2 separate regions of the Mus musculus genome follow, and region 1 is linked to region 2. A link is a contact called in public HiChIP or PLAC-seq data. All regions are on one chromosome and are shown on one strand. The core of a region is the stretch at or near the end of the contact, and the rest is flanking DNA. Distances in the headings are between cores, read along the strand shown.

Evidence for each region. HiChIP or PLAC-seq counts read pairs in DNA pulled down with a chosen protein or histone mark.
Region 1: an H3K4me3 HiChIP or PLAC-seq map of bone marrow-derived macrophages shows a contact between it and region 2, with 2.2 times the contacts expected there. The contact joins the enhancer-like site here to the promoter of Borcs6 in region 2. A contact is called at or near these places in 1 of 484 Hi-C or Micro-C datasets (uterus), 3 of 115 datasets of contacts at active chromatin or transcription factors (bone marrow-derived macrophages, effector CD8 T cells and memory CD8 T cells) and 1 of 9 other capture datasets (adipose tissue).

What each region holds. Positions count from the first base shown.
Region 1 is chr11:69,268,443-69,271,735 of GRCm38.p6, reverse strand. No RefSeq gene overlaps it. Among named protein-coding and RNA genes, the nearest start is that of Gm40039, 8.0 kb to the right of the region's middle. Within about 2 kb of position 1,970, at least 25 of the 459 cell types and tissues checked have an H3K27ac peak or open chromatin away from gene starts, as enhancers often do. A contact at or near this core is called in bone marrow-derived macrophages, where this site is marked.
Region 2 is chr11:69,058,203-69,061,209 of GRCm38.p6, reverse strand. Borcs6 (BLOC-1 related complex subunit 6) reads right to left here and starts at 1,435. Exons shown (of 1, transcript NM_028005.3): 1 at 1-1,435. The coding sequence starts at 1,412. The coding sequence ends at 330.

The DNA of each region.
Region 1 (3,293 bases), core at 721-3,220, 210 kb before region 2:
TCTATGACTCGAGCACATGGTATCTTCTGGTAGTAGGGTCTTAGTGTCAAGTAACCAAAAGAATTGGCACTCAGTTGTAATTCTTGGGACCTCACTAGGCAGCAGGAACCTATCCCCAGTGCTGGGGTTTTTGTTAGCCTGTGGTGTCTAGCAGGGGTATTGTCACTCCTTTATAGGACAACTCCATTTAAAGTCTTTTCTATATGTCTATGTATATTAGGAAGCTTCTACAGTAGCAGGTGTCCATATGGCTTTTCAAAAGGCCACAGTGTCAGTGTAGCCCTCCCCTGTTTCCCCCTCTATCCTGAGCCCTCCCACCTCCCGCCCCATTTAACCCTTTCTGTTCTATTATTCCCCTTTAATCCTTTATACCACTGCCTTCCATCTCGCCTCCCTTTAACAGAACTTTAAAAGGAACACACTTTTTACTATTTCTATTTTTTTTCACTCCTAAAGGCTCAAGTGTGAGCATAACCAATAATACTCCTGGAAAACTATTGTAAAAATACACACAGTTAATTCCATGGATACCCAAAGGGGATTCTTCATTCAAATGCTTCCTAGAAGCAATAAAAGGTTGTCTCTTTAACATGACAAAAAGACTGTTTAAAAGCAAAAGTCAGAATTACCCTTAATGGGGAACCATGAATTATTCCTCTTTAAAATGGGCACGACAAGGACCATCACCCCTATTTAACTTGGCTCTAAAAATTCTAACAAAGCTTCCGTGTTGGAGGAAGAATGATATAATCAGAGAAAAGGAAGAAAGCAAGCTGTCATGTTTTACAAGTGTTAGGGGATGCTCAGAGAACCAAGGTGCAGCACCAGTGAGCTCGGACGGAGCGTCTGCCATTGATATCCCTCTTTCTTTATCCTTTAGGAAAACACCATGATTTTATTGCTAAGTCCCATAAATACCTTTTTAAATGTATGAGTGCTTACCTGCATGCATGTATGTGTACCGTGTGTGTACCTGAGATTCCCTGTAACTGGAGTTAACAGATGGTTGTGAGACACCATGTAGGTGCTGGGAATTAAACACAGGTCCTACACGTGCTCTTAACTACTAAGCCAACTACTCTCCAACTCTTACATTTTTTTTAAAAAAAGATTTCATACAGTGTATTTGATCATTAGGGTCTTACTGTCATATTTGGGGGGGGTAAATGAGAGGGTTGGTGATAGTTTGTGATTCTTGAAGGTCTGTGCGATCCCATTAGCCAACAAGTCAAAAACAAGTAAACACTCCTGGTAATGGAGACTTTCCTTGCTAGCACATAGTGTCTAGCTGGGGTATTGCCCTCCCCTTCCTCTGTTGTTTTCTGGTTGGCATGGAGTTAGCCAGCCCCACTTTCTACTGTTCTTTTATCTCTTTACTTTTTTTTTGTCTCCTCCTCCTCCTCTCCTTCTCCTCCACTTCTTCCTCTGACAGAATCTCTTCAGGAAGTGTGGGCTGCCCTCAAATTTGTGATGCCTGTGTGACCATCTCCAGTATTAGAGCCCCAGGCATGTGCCATCACACTCAGCGTCTTCATTTTCTTTGATGATGCCCTAAACCAGCTAACTAGCTGCCTGGGAGGTATAGGAAGTCATTTTAAATTTAGGGAATGAAACAAATGCCCAGATCCTGGTATATGATATTAAATCAGTTACCATGATTCAGGCATGGGATCCTTAGCTAATCAATCACACCTTCTGGCTTCCAGATTGCTGTAGTTAGACTTTGCTTTATCTTAAACCACATGATATCCTCATTGCTTGTGATTCTGCGGTGAGTGGGTCTCTCTCTCTATGTAAGCGTTTCTTCTCGGGGATTTACAGGCAGTGAATCTGAAGGCTCAGCTATGCTGTATGGTGGGTCAGTCGCCTGCGGGATCTGATGCCATCTGCAGATAAAACTGGACTGAGTCAGAGGACACTGGTCTGCGGAAGGACTGATGTATCAGGTAAAGGAAACCAACGCCTCACATACGCCCCCTGGTGTTCTAGGTGTCTGAAGTGTTTCTCTTTACTCTGTGAGATGGTCACTGTCTTTGGAGAGGATTGCTTTCATTTAATTGTGGAGCTGTTCTGCCGGCATCTATAAGGAGATGCCGAGGGTTTAAGAACACCTTTCTCATCGAGCTACAGCTCCGTGCTCGCCAGTGCTGTAACTCTAGCTCTGTTAGGCCCTCAGTCCTTGGTGTTGCAGCTTTGGATAGCATCTTGATGGCTGTCAGGACCCATGAGTGCTTCCGGGGCAAGGGCTTACCTCTGGTCTTCGGGAGTCTCTTGTTTTTGGAAGTCTCTGCTCACAGCTCTTGCCTGGGCTCTTCTGTACCCCTCTGGGGGCGGGGTGCTAGTGTGCTTGGAACTAGCCGCCCCAGGAATCGCCTGTACTTCATGCAACTAGTTTGACCTGTTCTACCTGTGATAAAGACAAAAGATGACTAGAAAAACCCTTCTGTGATGAAATTAGGTAGTTTATAGAAGGGAGGGCTCCCAGGCTGCTAGAGAAGCATCCTTCATCTGCCAGTGCTTTTACTAGCTGTCATGGGGGCTTCTTCCTCACTGGGTTGTCACCTGTAGGAGGGGCTATCTGAAGATGCAGTGGATCTGGTCCTCTGAGGGTCCTCTGAAGCTGGCACAGCGTAGACAGAGGCTCCCAAAAGTCTCCAGTCTTAGAGTGGTAGGCAAGACAGCCATGTTAGCTCCCCTCAATGGAAAGGAAGTGTCTGTGGGATGTCTGCAACAGGTTTAAAGTCTCCTCCCAGTGTCATTGTCCAGCTTTGAATCTCCCTCAGGTAGCTACAAGGGCTTTTAACACTGTCAGTGATTGCCGTGGCCACAGCAGGATAAATAACTCAGGCGACTTGATTGTCAGCTCCCACTGCCTCTGGAAATGGCCGCAGGTCCTTCAGCAGAAGTGGCGATAGCACTCGCGGTATCAGCGGACTCAAGAACTGAGGAGATGGCTTCTGTGGTTCCTGCTCCAGCCTTCCTCTCTGTGGGTCCTGGGATCGGTGCTTGGCTTTGGCCTTGGCAGCTGCTGCTTCAGCAGGGCATTGGGAAAAGTCTGACAGCGATCAATAAGGTCTCCCATTTACCCCACCAGAGAGATTTCATCTTTTGAAAGGGGGGGGGAATGTGTGCGGGGTGCTTGTGACAAGGATTTGACCCACAGTAAAAGACTTCATCATTTTCTTTCCTGACAATTTTTAACCTTTATCCCAATAACCCAAGGGGTGGGGGAAGGGCTCTTGATCTCGGTTGTTAACCCACGCTTCTTTCTCTAGCTTTTCGGGATATGTAGT
Region 2 (3,007 bases), core at 186-2,685:
CCCTCCAGCAGAGATCTAAGGGCCTGTATTCCCATGGACGGTGTTCTAGCTTAGGGAGAAGGGTCAGGAAGAACAGGGTAGCTATAGATGGCCAACTGAATAAAAGCAGAGCTACATCCCTTTTCACCAGGAGAATCCTCACAACTTCCCCATTCACACTCCATAGGCTTAGAATGGGCACAGGCCTCCTAAACGCTTGTGGAAGAACCTCTAACGTACAGGCATCCCCTCAGCAAGCAGTTTCCACCAGGGCTCTTTGAAGAATCCTGAGGGTCCTACTGGACCCTGGTCTGGCCAGGTTACGCATGGTCTCTCCTCTATGCTCCTGGTCACTTGCATAGGGCCTCCAACACCTCCAGCGTGCGTCGGATATCTCGGACTTGGCGTGCCAGCCCCTGAACCGGTTGCAAAGCCCGTTCCAGCTCCTCGCAGCGCGCAAGTAAGGTGTACATGCCCTTAATGCTCATGTCCACGGCTTCACCTAAGGAGTCCACCGCGTCGCGGTAGGTCTGGATACAGCCCACACTCAACGCTGTCAGCTCTTGCACCGCACCACCCAGCCCGCGAAGCAGACGGTCTACCCGGCCGCCCAGCTCGCGACTCAGCCGCTCCAGATCCCTCAGCACGTCCGGGTCGATGGGAGGGATGGTGGGGGTGGGTGCGGGCGTTAGGCAGGGCCGCACAGAGGCAGGGGGAACGGGTGGTGGGGCGCCACTCAGTCGGATCTTGAGTTGTAGGTTGTTGGCCACAAAGTGAGTAAGGTCGCCGTGGCGGCTCACCGTGCCCTCCAGCTCTAGGGGGCTGGAGATAGTGGCGCGACGTCCTCCGCCCGCGCCGGTCTCGCCACTGGATGAAGACCCCCCTCCACCGCACGCCCCACTCAGCCCGTCCAGGCTGCGGCTGTCCTGAAGGCGGCTGGGGAAGGAGCGGCCAGCCCTACCCGCCGCCGCCTCTTCGTCCTCGTCGTCGTCGTCGTCACCCTCTTGCTGCGGCAGCTCCACATTCATCTCGACGCCTCCGGGGCTCCCTCGACGGCAGACCCTCAGAGCGGAGGGCTGATCCTCGCTGGGCTCCGGCTCCGGGTACCAGGAGGACGGGGGCGGGGCGTGCTCGGAACCTGGCACCCCCCGGCGTCCCCGGGCCCCTGACGGCGTCGCCCGGGAGCTCGGCTTGTCCTCCCAAGTGTCCAGCTCCGGCCCATGGGCGATGCTGCCGCTCCAAGTCTTTGGGGACGCTCGGGGATGACGGCTCGAGACCCCAACGCTCTCAGCCTCTTCCTCCCCGGACAGCGTCCGGACTGAGGGCGGCTTCGAGGGCGTTCGGGACGGCCTGCCGCTGAAAGTCGCGGCCTGGTGCTCAGCTCCGACCGAAAGCTCCGGCTCCGGCCCGAGCCGCCCCTGGGCGGCCTCCATACTGAGGGTGGGGGCCGGAACCGCGAGTCGTCCGCCGGGCTCCCCGGTCAGCGGCGGCGCCTTTAAGGGGCGTTGGCGGAGGCGCGCCGATTGGCAGCCGGATGATAATGGTCCGGACAGGAAGAGCTCTGTGATTGGTCGCCACCCCAGGAAGTTCCGGGAGGAGGGCTGTTATTGAACTGCAGAACACAAGTGAAAGCCAGTCGGGTGGCAGCTCCGGGGTGACAGCTGTGCGCGGGGCCCCGCCCCTTCGGAAAGTTGAGGGGGCGGGTCTTAAAAGACCCGAGCCCCGGAGCGCCGGAGTCCCACCGGGGCGGAGCTTAGGCTCTATGTCCACGGTGGTGTCGTCCGGAATTACCGCCGAGCAGTCGCACTCCACCGGGGATCGTTTTTGGAAGCTCTAGGGGTTCTTGGATGCTCAGGGTTGGACCGAACCGAGCTAGAAAACCGAGAAAGAAAAACAGCAGCGCCAAGAGAGAGAAAGCCGGAATTCCCAGCGGAACGGGGCTGATTGGTTCCATCCTTGAAACATTGACAGACTGATCGTTGAAGCGCCCAGAGTGACTCACTGTGCAGGGGAATTGCAGGTCGTGGACTTTCCTGTGCTTTTGTCACTCTTCGGCCTCCTGTCCCCTCTGCGTAGAGCATTTCTCTCATTGGAGGATAATATTGAGGGTTGTTTGTTTGTTTGTTGTCACAAGAGAAAATATTCCATAGGTGAAAGAATCAGACGTTTTGATAAGCACGCTCGGGAAAATAAAGGGCTGTGATTGAGAGTAAGAAGGACTAGTTAGATGAGGCCTCGGTCGGGAAAGGTCTCTGATGGGAACTATCAAGGGCATCAACTCAGCTTGCTGACAGAGGGAGGAAACCTCAGAGGCAAAGAGGTTTGATATAAACAAGAAACGCTGGGGTACGGAGTGTGGGGGAAGGACAGAGAGAAGACACCAGGGCTAAAATAAATGAGAAGGGAGAGGATTAACAACATCCAGATCGAAGATTCAGGACCCCCGGGCCACATTCCCAGGGCACTGTGGTTTCTGTAACAGATGGAGAGTCTTTCCAAGGGCCGTGGGACAGGAATCAAATGGTAGAAAAGTCGTCAACTGCAACACAGCCAAAGCTCTGGGACCCTTCTAGTTAGCAAAACAATGAATTAATATTCTTCCTTGGTTTAGAATCTTTGTATACCCCCGGCTGTCCTGGAAGTAGCTTTGTAGACCAGGCTGCCCTCAAACTCACATCACAGAGATCTTTCTGCTTCTGCCTCCCAAGTTCTGGCTGGGGTTAAAGGCAGAAGGACACCTGTTCCTGTTTTTGAAACTGAATCCTGTGTGGAAAGTGTGCACAATCACTGTGGCTAGTAATTGCAGAATCTTCCTGTTTTTTTTTTTTTTTTTTTGCATCCCTTCACCCTGTCTTTATTCTTTTTTAAATTTGTTTTGTTTTGTTTGTTTGTTTGTTTTTCGAGACAGGGTTTCTCTGTGTAGCCCTGGGCCTTTGTAGACCAGGCTGGCTTCAAACTCAGAAATTCGCCTGCCTCTGCCTCCCAAGTGCTGGGATTAAAGGCGTGCGGCACCATGCCCAGCCCTGTC